Linked DNA regions of Mus musculus: regions 1, 2 and 4 are each linked to region 3. A link is a contact called in public HiChIP or PLAC-seq and promoter capture Hi-C data. All regions are on one chromosome and are shown on one strand. Each heading gives the region's core, a stretch centred on a gene start, on an enhancer-like site or on the middle of the called end of the contact. The rest is flanking DNA. Distances are from core to core; before and after follow the strand shown. Region 1 holds the start of Pabpn1 (poly(A) binding protein, nuclear 1). Region 2 holds the start of Efs (embryonal Fyn-associated substrate). Region 3 holds the start of Ajuba (ajuba LIM protein). Region 4 holds the start of Ngdn (neuroguidin, EIF4E binding protein).

What was found. Promoter capture Hi-C pulls out the DNA fragments that hold promoters and counts their contacts. HiChIP or PLAC-seq counts read pairs in DNA pulled down with a chosen protein or histone mark.
Region 1: an H3K4me3 HiChIP or PLAC-seq map of embryonic stem cells shows a contact between it and region 3, with 13 read pairs. The contact joins the promoter of Pabpn1 here to the promoter of Ajuba in region 3. A contact is called at or near these places in 1 of 39 promoter capture datasets (liver) and 4 of 115 datasets of contacts at active chromatin or transcription factors (the HL-1 cell line, embryonic stem cells and pancreatic cancer cells).
Region 2: a contact with region 3 is called in an H3K27ac HiChIP or PLAC-seq map of epiblast stem cells. The contact joins the promoter of Efs here to the promoter of Ajuba in region 3. A contact is called at or near these places in 1 of 39 promoter capture datasets (embryonic stem cells), 3 of 484 Hi-C or Micro-C datasets (all in embryonic stem cells), 3 of 115 datasets of contacts at active chromatin or transcription factors (embryonic stem cells, epiblast stem cells and microglia) and 2 of 9 other capture datasets (adipose tissue and pancreatic islet).
Region 4: a contact with region 3 is called in a promoter capture Hi-C map of neural stem cells. The contact joins the promoter of Ngdn here to the promoter of Ajuba in region 3. A contact is called at or near these places in 2 of 39 promoter capture datasets (liver and neural stem cells) and 4 of 484 Hi-C or Micro-C datasets (embryonic stem cells, forebrain and muscle stem cells).

Annotation. Positions count from the first base shown.
Region 1 is chr14:54,892,855-54,895,784 of GRCm38.p6, reverse strand. It overlaps Pabpn1 (poly(A) binding protein, nuclear 1), which reads right to left and starts at 1,642. Exons shown (of 7, transcript NM_019402.2): 1 at 1,291-1,642; 2 at 823-937; 3 at 89-156. The coding sequence starts at 1,629.
Region 2 is chr14:54,925,397-54,928,165 of GRCm38.p6, reverse strand. It overlaps Efs (embryonal Fyn-associated substrate), which reads left to right and starts at 1,378. Exons shown (of 6, transcript NM_010112.4): 1 at 1,378-2,728. The coding sequence starts at 2,711.
Region 3 is chr14:54,576,406-54,579,107 of GRCm38.p6, reverse strand. Ajuba (ajuba LIM protein) reads left to right here and starts at 1,447. Exons shown (of 8, transcript NM_010590.5): 1 at 1,447-2,702. The coding sequence starts at 1,844.
Region 4 is chr14:55,014,069-55,016,834 of GRCm38.p6, reverse strand. It overlaps Ngdn (neuroguidin, EIF4E binding protein), which reads right to left and starts at 1,381. Exons shown (of 11, transcript NM_026890.2): 1 at 1,247-1,381; 2 at 607-666. The coding sequence starts at 1,258.

The DNA of each region.
Region 1 (2,930 bases), core at 393-2,892, 320 kb before region 3:
AAACTCCAATTTGAACACATAACAAAGTAAGGAATAAGAAACAAAAGTCCCCCCCAAAACCCAAAGCAGACTATTCCTTGATACATACATTGCCAACGTAGATAGAGCGGGCATCAGCCTCCATCTTCTCCTCAAGAGACATGATCACTGGGCCAGCTTTTAGAGGGGAAAAAAATTACCTTAGGCAAGCACATCTTCTGCTCGATCAATACACACACACTTCCACCCGCAGGCTAAATTTTGGGTATACTTCTACTATACCAATTACCTATAACAGTGTTTAGCACATAGTAGGTTTCAATATACATTAGAGAAACTACCTCTTAAAAGACCATAAAAAACGGTGTTAAGATTTTACGTTTTTCAAGTCGAGTCTCTATTCAGCTTTAGCTGAAATGCCTCAAAGCAAACAAAACAGAATGGACTGAAATCTAACATTTTTAAAGAACTCCCTCCCTTACAGCCACCAGTCAGTTCCTAAGTCCTAACTAAAGGGTCTCCAACTGAAAAGTGTTAAGACTTGAAGGTCAAATGCCAGCTGATAATCGCCCCAAGAAGGGTACAGACAAACTAAGAACAAAGAGAAACACATTTATAAATGAGACAAAGGAAGGCACAAGACTATCTCTTCACCAAAACGGCTTGTGTCTAACAAAGGTCAGTAGAACACGTAATGGACTATGACCACAGCACCTGCCCAGAAAAAATTGCTCAGACGAGCAGCTTCATTCAAGGTCCCCGGCTTCTGCCACGCTGCAGTCTTCCCCCACTACCCTATCAACCAAAGATCCGGACTGTGCGTGCATGAGGCGATCTACTCACCATTGCCTGGGGGTGGACTCATATTCATCTGCTTCTCTACCTCGTTTTGTAGCTCCTTTAGCTTCTCAGCCTCTTCCTCCATCTCCCTGACTCGAGCTTTGATCGCTTCTAGCTCCTACAATGAATGAGCAGGGCATGCAGTTAACCAGACGCAGGGGCTGTGCCGTACATTTTGTCTGGGCCCGGCCACAGCCGTGCTCGGCCATTTCCCTCGCCTCGTGCGAGGGTCGTGATTGAAATAAAAAATATTATTTAAAAAAAACACGCAGAAAAAATGAAAAGAGTCAATTTACCTTCTCTAGAGCCACCCTAGACACCCATGATGCCCCACCAGGCCGCTCACGAACGGCCTCGGCCCGCCACCAGCCACGTTATTCCCCGCCCAACCCCACCCCCCGCCTGCCTGCCTCCTGTCCGTGCTCTGGGCCTCCCATGACCCGGCCCGCTCGCTCGCCCTCCTCCCCTCACCGGGTCCTCAATGGCGCCGTCGCCGGGGTCGGCCTCAACCAGTCCCGGCTCTTCCTCCTCCTCCTGACTGCCGGGGGCTCCCGAGCCGGGCCCAGGACCCGGAGCTCCCGGAGGGGCGCGGGGCCGGGGCGGCTCCTCTTCGGGCTCGGGCTCCGGCAGCAGCTCCCCAGGCTCCAGCTCCTCAGACTCCAGGCCGTTCCCGTAGTCCCCTGCGCCCCCCGGGTCCCCCTCCCCGGCCTCCCCACCGGCCCCGGGCACAAGATGGCGCCGCCGCCCCGGCCCGGAGCCCCGACCGCCCGCAGCCCCCGCTGCTGCTGCCGCCGCCGCCGCCGCCGCCATCGCCGCTCAGACTGGGGCCCGCCGATCGGCGATTGGAGAACTGAGCCGGCCACGCCGAGGATTCATTAGTCAGTCAGCCTGCCCGTTACCCCGAGCTCGAATACTATTGGGGAATTCTACTTGGCAATCAAACGAGGCCCCACCTCTAAGGCGGGCCACTGTGCCAAATTCTCTAAACCCGGTAGGTGAAATATGCCTGTCAATCAACACACCCCACCTCCTGTTGAGTCCTTAGGTAACAATACGCCCGCACTGTGACGACCTTCCGTTCATCCTCCACCCATGGGCGGGCCCACAACATGGAGGATGCTCCGCAATTGGCCTCTGACTGGTGAGGCGAAAAGGACCAATCTTCCAAACGCCTCACCGAAGTGGCCCATTCTTGGATGCCGATTGGCTTATGGGATTCGACGGGCAGACACCCGTTGTGCGACAGGTGAACCTTGCTCTCGAAAGGATGGCCTGGCTTAAAACTAGGGAATTCCTAGGCGGAGTGTGGTGGCGTACGCCTTTAATACCAGCGCTCAGAAAGCGGAGGCAAGTAGATTTCTGTGAGTTCAAAACTAGACTACTTACAGAATGAGTTCCCAGGCCAGTCAACACTACATAGAAAAGTAACCTCAAAAATAAAAAAAAAGTAAGGATCAGCAAACCTCACTCCCACTAGGAGTTGTGTCCCGTTGTTCTGCATAGGTTATTGTTTTAGACTAAGATTCAGCCAGTTTTCTTGCCTAACTTATTACAACACCCTCTTTTTCTTGGCCAGCTGACGTGTCAAAAATTCCTTACTTAGGGCTAGTTTGCAAGTATGGTCTCCACACTTTCCCCGGTTTACCCGAGGTTCACAGCTTTAGTCCCATATGTGCAGTTTCTCCTAAACCAGACCACCTCAGTGAGAATGCCTTCCACCAGGTTTCCCATTTTATCTTGAGACAAGTGGGCCTATTTCCACTGCACTCTTAACCGTTCTGTGCTCCTTCCTAGCTAAGCAGAGTGCCCGCAGACAAGGGGCCAAGTCCTGTTTATATTTCTATCCGCAAATTTGTGTGATTATTGGGTGACTGCAACTTCTAGGTGTAATTTCCTAGCTTCCAAACCACTTTGAAGACCACTGGGGGAAATTCTCCATGCAAATTCTCAAGACAGCTCTGCACCTTCAAATAACCATGAGATCTGGCCCTGGAGACGATAGTATGATACCCACACTCCAGAAGAAATTCCACACATTTATAAAAATTAAAGAACAGTAGTGCTAAATCTGCAAGAGGACGGACTTTTTGTAGACAGACCAAACTACAAGT
Region 2 (2,769 bases), core at 129-2,628, 350 kb before region 3:
CAGAAGAATAAAAAAAACCAACCAAGACTGCAGCAAAGGTTCCCATTCCTTCAGCTGAGAACATCTGGTTTTCGTGAAAGTGTTGTTAGAGGAAGAAGGGGCATTTTCCATCTGTGTTCTCCTTGCCAAAGCAACTGTTACACGGGAGGAATTAAAACTGCCGGATGGCTATGACTAGACCAAGGTATCAGAGCTAACAAGCCAGGATTCACTCCCAAGACAGAAGCTGCCCCTACCTAAAGTCATTCCTCAAGCTCTGAGGTCCCCACCCATCTCTCAAACTGCAGCCCTGCCTGGACCTTTCACATCCTTCTGCTTAGCTTCCCCGAAAATTCCTTTTCGTTCTAATGGAGCCTGAGTCTGTTGAAGGTTTCCAGCCAGGGCATGAAGTCTGCCCTCCAGCATCACTGACCAGGGCCAGCACCATTCATCCCGCGTTCATCCTGAAACTTTCACTGAGCCACCCTTAGGTGCCAACTCTCCCTCTCCCTCGGCAGAGGGTTCTAGGTAACCAGGCAGTAAACATTGTCCCCTCGGGTGGTTCTGGGAAAATGCTGTGCTTAAGCTTGTGGAACACTGTGGTGTGGTGGAGCAACAGTGGTCTCAAAGCCTCCAGTTCACAAAGGTCCTTAAGTAAGATTTTATCTGTTCTCTTGTAAAGAGGTTACGACTAAGCTCGTTGTCTGTTTGTGCTTAAAGTGCTCATTTGTTAAACGTAAACACTGGGGAAACATTACAGCTTTGCACCTCTATTTAGCAGCTTGCTTACCAGGACACACTCCCCCCACCCCGCCCCAAATTCTTTTCTTTTGAAGAAGACAGATCTCTCCCAACCCTGAGAAGCTCTGATGTATATCTCCTCGAAGTAAAGGCTAGAGAAGAGGGCGACTGAAGGGAGGCCGCAGGAAGGGGAAAGGAGGCAAGGAGCTGGGGTTTGGCTGAAACTCCCGATTCCAGCCCCTCAGAAAGAGTTTTGTCATCTTCTGCCTACGATCTCTACTCCAGCTGCTCCAGTAGCAGCGAGGGCCAAACCAAAGACAAGAAACAGGCCCGGACTGGCAAAGGAGGCTAAAAGGCGGTGCAACCGGCCAGCCTGGGATCTGGTGCCAGCCGCTAAAGCTTCTTGTTCTCTCCCAAGGGCCAGAATCTTTGTTCAGCACCAGACTCCAAGCCTGTGGCCCTCTGGACCTCCCCGGCTCACCCCCGCAGCCGGTTTGAGCCCCTGCAAAGTCAGCGTGCTCAAACCGCCGGGACCCTAGCGCGCGGCGGAAGCAGCGCGTCCCCTCCCTCGGGAAAGACAGATGTGGGGCTAATGAAAGGGAGGCAGGGAGAGGCGTGGGGCTGGCGGGGGAGAGCGGGGGCGTGTCGGGCAGAGCCGAGCTCCCCGGAGCGCGCGGACCAGACCACCCCGCGGTCTGCTGCGCGGTCCCGAGGAGGAAGGTGCGGGGGAGAGTGGCCGGGCTGGGGCGCGCAGTTTGGCCCGAGGGTCTGGAGCTGAAACTCAACACCGCCTCGGAAAGGATCGTCCCCTTTCCCTACAGCTTCCCCTTCCCCCTTCCTCCCCCTTCTCTTAATCCCCTGGCCCGAGCCCCTCGCGAGAGGAATGGGCCTGCGGGGAGGGGAGGGAGAGCTTGCCGAGGGGGAGCGGGAGCCCGGGCAAGGGAGGGAAGGGGCGCGGAGTGCAAGGGGTGATCGGGGGCCGCGCGCGACCCCGGACCTTTTCTAACCCTCAGTGTCCCCACCTCGACCCTAGGCGAGCCCACAGCACTGCTCCTCCCCTTCTCTGTTCCCTTTTGCTCGGTGCCTTTTTCTTCATTTCCCAAGACACCTGGAGCTTCCCTAAGCTTTGGGACGCGCCGAGGGCCCGGTCCAGGGTGTGTGAGCGGGGACTGGGGCCAGAGGGGTGCCTGGGGCAAAGGGTGGTGCGCGCCCTTGAGCGCTGAGACTGAGAGGTGCCTGGCGGCCACCTCCAAGACCCGGCTGTGTTGAGAAGGAGTGTGGCCGGGAGAGCTCGCCTCGGCGCGGGCCTGGGCAGACAGCCCAGCTCCACCGCCACGCGCTCTTAGGCCTTTTGGCGCCGGCCTTTGCGCTGACTTGAGCGAGTTTGGCGACACGCAGCTCAGTTGTCGCTCCTCCTCCTTCCCCGCGGGTCCCGCCGCAGTGGCCCGGCTGCCACGACCACAGACAGCCCTGGGAGCACCGCTCTGCGCCGCTGGGGGAGGGTTGGCCCCAAGAGTCGCTCGTCCAGCCCAACCACTCAGGCGGCTTCTCCCAGCCCTCGGGGCTAGCCTGAGCTGCTTGGAGAGGCGTCGAAAGCAGCCACAGCTCCTGTCTCTTAGCCTGGGAAGTGAGCTGTGAGCCCATGTGAGTCCAGGAGGCCTCTGCGACTTAAGGCGGCAGCTGTGGGGGCCTGGAGCCCCGAGAGACCCTGGGGGACAATTTAGAGCGCGCCCCTTGGATGAGGTCCCGCAGCGACGCCCAGGCCCGCCTTACTCCTCCTCCTGCTTGGCCAAGCTGCCTCCTATTTGGAAAGTTTTGTGGGTTTTCTTTCTCTTCCTCCAACTTTGGGGGGAGGCATCTATCTCCTCAAGCGCTACAGCTTGGGGTGACCTTCTGACTTGGAGGCCGGGAACCATGGTGTGGGGCAGCCATCGCTGAAGTCAGCGAAACAGAGCCTGGCCTGAAGCAGGCGACGCTGGAGGCCAGAGCCATGGCCATTGCCACGTCGGTGAGTTCACCAGGGAAAGGAGGTTTGCCAGGCAGACACCT
Region 3 (2,702 bases), core at 198-2,697:
TGTTTTGAGAGAAAGGTTTATGTAGCACAGGCTGTCCTAGAACTCACTACATAACCCAGACCGACCTCAAACCATCTGTTCTCCTGGCTTCAGACTTCTCAGTGCTGTGAATAGGTACGCAATGCCTGCCTTCTCCTCCCCACTCCCTAGGGATATAAAATTATAAAAGATTCTCAAAATATACAAATGAAAATAATATGCATGAGTTGTGTGCGTGTCATTTTCATAGACCCTAAATACAAAAAGGAAGCCAGATGTGGTGGCCCAGACCTTTAATTCCAGCACGTGAGAGGCAGAGGCAGGCAGGTCTCTGAGTTATAGGCCAGTCTGGTCTACAGAGTGAGTTCCAGGACAGCCAGGACTACCCAGAGGAACCCCACCCCCACCCCCACCCCCACCCCGTTTGGGGGTGGGTGGAAAGAAAGTAATTTCCCACCATTTCCTATCTCTCACCATCTGAGGTGTTATTTTTGGATAGAAAACAAAAGCTGCCTGGTTCTGGTTTTAGTCAAGCGTGTCTTTCCTTGATCATTGGTCATTATTACGTCTTACCCCTTTCCACCCTCAACATTTATCTAGTCCACTCCCCTTAAGAATGGCTGTCCACTCTGCCATCAGCCTCTTATGAGGAAGCCATGAGAGGGTCGGAGTTGGGAGAGTGTAACCTTGCCTGAAAAAATCACACTTTTTGATCTCTAGCCACCTAAAATGCTCGCTAAAAGTTTCACTTCTCAACACCAGGGGGTGTCTCTTCCCGTGTCTCGCTCTATTGCCCTTAGGGTTGCCTTAGTCCAAAACCTTTCTCCGTGTTTTTATGTACACACTAAATCTTCCTCTTGTCCCTCTAGCGACAGGGATCAGCCTGTTATTTTCCTCGCTTCTTTTCATATAAGCACATAAACCTCGTATCCTCCCACTCCACCATCAGAGAATCATGGGGCTAGAAAGTGCTTTTTTTATTGCAGCTTATCTGTTTGTCTCTCAAGTCTCCGGACCAACTTGTCCTTTCCCTGCTTTATGCATTCGTTGGTCTTGCAGCTCCCACACTTCTTGCCTGCGCCTCCTTGCCTCTCAGAGCTATCTTTACACACGGGTCTCTGGACCTCCTACATATCCACCTTTCATCTTCCTCTTACGGTTGGCCCCCTGTCTTATCACTTCTGTGACATCTCTCACCGTCTCCCCCGCAGTCCTCACTCTAGGAACAGTATCACGATATTTCTGTAGAACAAGCCCTTTTCTTCCCAACGTTGATGGATACATTCCACAGTGCCCCTCCGCGCATTCCAACTGTAAACAAAGAGTTCCTTTTCACTCCCCCTCCCCCAGTCTAAACTCTTGAATTTTGTGGACGCAGCTGCCCAATCTGCCCCTTGACCTTTTACGTCCTGTCTGCAGCTCTCCACCTCGGAGGCAGCTTCCACAGTTCCCTGCTTGTGATGCCCAGGAAATCCTTGCGCGGACACCTCAACCCGGGGTGCACACCGCGCTCCGCCCTTCCCGGAAAGTAGATCCGGCCAGGCAGACAAAAGTTTGGAGAAGTTGGGTCCGTGCAAGTGAGAGCCAGGGGGGCGGGCCGGGCCGGCGGGCGGTGGCGCGAGCGGACGCGTGGACAGACCTGCGGAGGACAGCCGCTACCGTGGGCCCTGCCAGCCGCGCGCGGACCCTCTCGCTGGGGCATGCTTCGGGATCGCGGGCACCCGGCACCTGGGCCGCTCGCTGAGCCCCCGTGAGTGACTTGCATCCCAGGAATCCGAGCCCCGGGGAACTCGAGCCCGGCCTCTGGCCGAAACACTGCAGCGTGCCGGGCGAGGAGGGGGCTGCAGGCCCCAGATCCGTGGGCATGGAACGGTTAGGGGAGAAAGCCAGTCGTCTGCTAGAAAAGTTGAGACTCTCGGACTCCGGCAGCGCCAAGTTCGGCCGCAGAAAGGGCGAAGCGAGCCGGTCTGGGTCTGATGGGACCCCCGGAGCAGGCAAGGGACGCTTAAGCGGGTTGGGGGGACCTAGGAAGTCAGGACACCGTGGAGCGAATGGGGGGCCTGGAGATGAACCTTTGGAACCGGCCAGGGAGCAAGGGCCCCTGGACGCCGAGCGGAACGCACGCGGCTCCTTTGAAGCGCAGCGCTTCGAAGGGTCCTTTCCCGGGGGGCCGCCGCCCACTCGAGCCCTGCCTCTGCCTCTGTCGTCGCCTCCTGATTTTCGGCTGGAGACCACGGCTCCAGCCCTTAGCCCTCGCTCCAGCTTCGCCAGTAGCTCGGCCAGCGATGCGAGCAAGCCATCTAGCCCCCGGGGCAGCCTGCTGCTGGACGGAGCCGGGGCCAGCGGAGCCGGAGGTAGCCGGCCGTGCAGCAATCGGACCAGCGGCATCAGCATGGGCTACGACCAGCGCCACGGGAGCCCGCTGCCCGCGGGGCCGTGCCTATTCGGCCTCCCGCTGACCACTGCTCCTGCGGGCTACCCTGGAGGGGCTCCGTCCGCCTACCCGGAGCTCCACGCTGCCCTGGACCGACTATGTGCCCATCGGTCCGTGGGATTCGGCTGCCAGGAGAGCCGTCACTCGTACCCCCCGGCCCTGGGCAGCCCCGGAGCTCTAACCGGAGCCGTGGTGGGAACAGCGGGTCCTTTGGAGAGACGTGGGGCGCAACCCGGACGACACTCGGTTACAGGCTACGGGGACTGCGCCGCGGGGGCCCGTTACCAGG
Region 4 (2,766 bases), core at 132-2,631, 440 kb before region 3:
GGAGCCCGACAGTGGCGATGAGGGCTGTGACTTTTGTTGTTTGTGGGGTTGTTTTTGTTTTTTGAGATAGGGTTTGTCTATGAAGCCCAGGTTGTTCTGGAACTCACTATACACTCCAAGCTGACCTTGAACTCACAGAGATCCACCTGCCTCTGCCTCCTAAGTGCTGGGTTTAAAGGTGTGCACCATAAACAGGCCAAGGAGTGTAATTTTATCTGTACCACTAGAACTTACTATGTAAATGCATATTAAGTGGCACTTATAGCCACTATTTTGACAGATTGTCAACATCTGTTTTCTTAGTTATTATTTAAATAAAGGAGTTTGGGTATAACTTAAAAAAAGTTTTCTGGGGGGTGGCTGCAATCGGAATGTAAAGTGACTAAATAAAATAAATAAATAAGTAAGTGAATGGGGGAAAAACAGCTTTCTGTATTTCTTTGGGAGCTGAATGAATTATTTTGAACTTTCATGAAGCGCATATAAGGCTTTTATTTTACACCTAAGATAATTTTGTAGTATTCGAATCATCAAAGTGTGTGGATGAGACTTATGAAGTCAAAGTTAATCCCTGACTGATTTATTCTAAAAGACATACATACTCACCTGCTCCTGGAGGTTTTTCAAAAGTGTTATCGAACTTGACACGTCTGACTCCAGCACCTCCTACAGATAGGAGGGGACAGTTAAAGGTGATCAATTTCTTACTTTAGGCGATGATGATTGCAGAACGTACTGCCTATCAAACTCCCTCCTTTCCTTCAAAACAGTCGCGACTTTTGGGTCGTTTTCCCCCCGCACAGGGGCAGGCAGCCTCGGCACACAGCCAGTCTCCTCCCACCACACCCCCCCCAATTTACTGGAAAAGACCGGAGATTTCATCGCCAAACTTTACGGCTGCCTTTGCCCCAGCCACATTGTACATGTGACGCTAGCTCTGCTCGGAACATTGTCCCACCTTAAGGCCGGGTCACCGCCCGCCATGGTCACGAGACTCTCCCTACAAAGCTCATTCTGAAGAGTAATTTGGGGTTAGCCTCCTGTCCGGAACCAGCCAACCTGCAGCGTCTGACCCTCCCTCTCATCTGACATACGATACCGCTGTGTCAGAGTGAGCGCATCCCTGAGACAACTCTCATCACTCTCATCATCCATGGTGCCAACGGTTTGCCTCGATCCGTGGAGGCGAAAGGAAACTTTCACAGATTCCTTCCTTTCCGGGAAGAAGCAAGGAGACAGAACTCACCGGAGCCGCCATCTTCGCAAAGCCCACCCTTTCCGGGCCCGAACTTCCTAGGAGCTAGCGTGAGTTCATAGTTTTGATAGACAATCACAGTTTGCAAATTTCAGCCAATGGAAGTAAGAGATCTTTCATTTCCGCTAATCGGAGAGGCGGGACCTCACCTAGCCAATGAAATAAAGAAACTCCCTGAATGTGTCAAACGCAGAGGCGTTCTTAAGGCGTAAAGGTGGGCGGGGACAGAAGCATGTGATTCGTGATTTACAGAGAATGATGGATGCTAATTCCAATAAATATTGTGCAGATTATTGATTGACAGCTAGTGCAACCAGTAGAAAAAAGAAATTAGTTATGCAGCCCGAGAGCTCATTGGCTCCCAGATGCCGCAGAGACAGTCTTTCCACGGCGTTTTCCGTGTAGTGCCAAAACAGACCGCAGGGTGGCGGCTTCCGTCCGTTCTCTGATGCGGCAGGGTTGCTGGGCCGCCATTGGCCCCAGGACTTCCAAGTGCGCCTTTCCTGGTTCTGTGACTGTCCTTGAACAACAGTGGAGCCCTTTTCATCCGTAATTTGGATGGTTGGGATGGAGGAGCGGGAACCCAAGGTTCAGAAACCGTCGGCCGCATCACCGGCCAACCCTCCCCGTGCACGCCTAGGACTCTGCGCAAAGGCCGCATTGCGCCCTGCATTCCTCTCGAGGGAAAAATCGACAGGCGAGGAACCGGCTCAACCTGCGTGCCTTTCTCACTGCTCCACTCGTCCACCGCAGAACGTGGTTAAAACCCTGGCTGTGCATATTTCCTTTGTCCCCGTCATCTTTTCTCAGTATCTTCCAACACGCCCACTCCCTCGCCTCTCACGGGCTGGAGGATTAGGTGGGAGTTATAACTCCCACTCTCCGTCTGCATTACACAATACAGCGCTAGAAAGGTCCTCCTGGCTCGGAGTTTCCTCGCGCAACAGAAGAGCAGACCTGAGCCGGGAAATCCAAAGTGTAGCTTTGGCCTTTAATCCCAGATCTCTTTAGTCAAGAGACAAGCAGAGCTCCATGAGTTTCAAGCCAGTCTGGTCTACATTGTGAGATCCCATCTCAATAAACAAAATGAAAACGGGGCTGGAGCGATGGCTCAGTCAGTGGCCAAGAGCACATATTATTCTTGCAGATGACCAACGTTCCATTCCCAGCACCCAGACAAGACAGCTCACAACTACCTTTAACTCCAGCCCCAGGGGAATTTTAGTTCCTTCTGACTTCCCTATATACAGACATAGGCATACATAAAAGTGATTGTTTTTTTGTTTTTTGTTTTTTGTTTTTTTTTTTTAAGCAAAAAAGAGTAATCCTTTTTCTATCTTGAATTCTGGGTGAAACATTCTAGTTTCTACCTATTTGGGAACTACATAAAATGGGACAGAGGGTTTGCCTGTGATATTTATTTGCTGTTTAAGGTTCATTGGGAGGCGCAGAGCACTGTAAGAACCTACAAGAGTTTTGGTATTTTTCTGTCTTTTAAAAAAAAAAGTTTA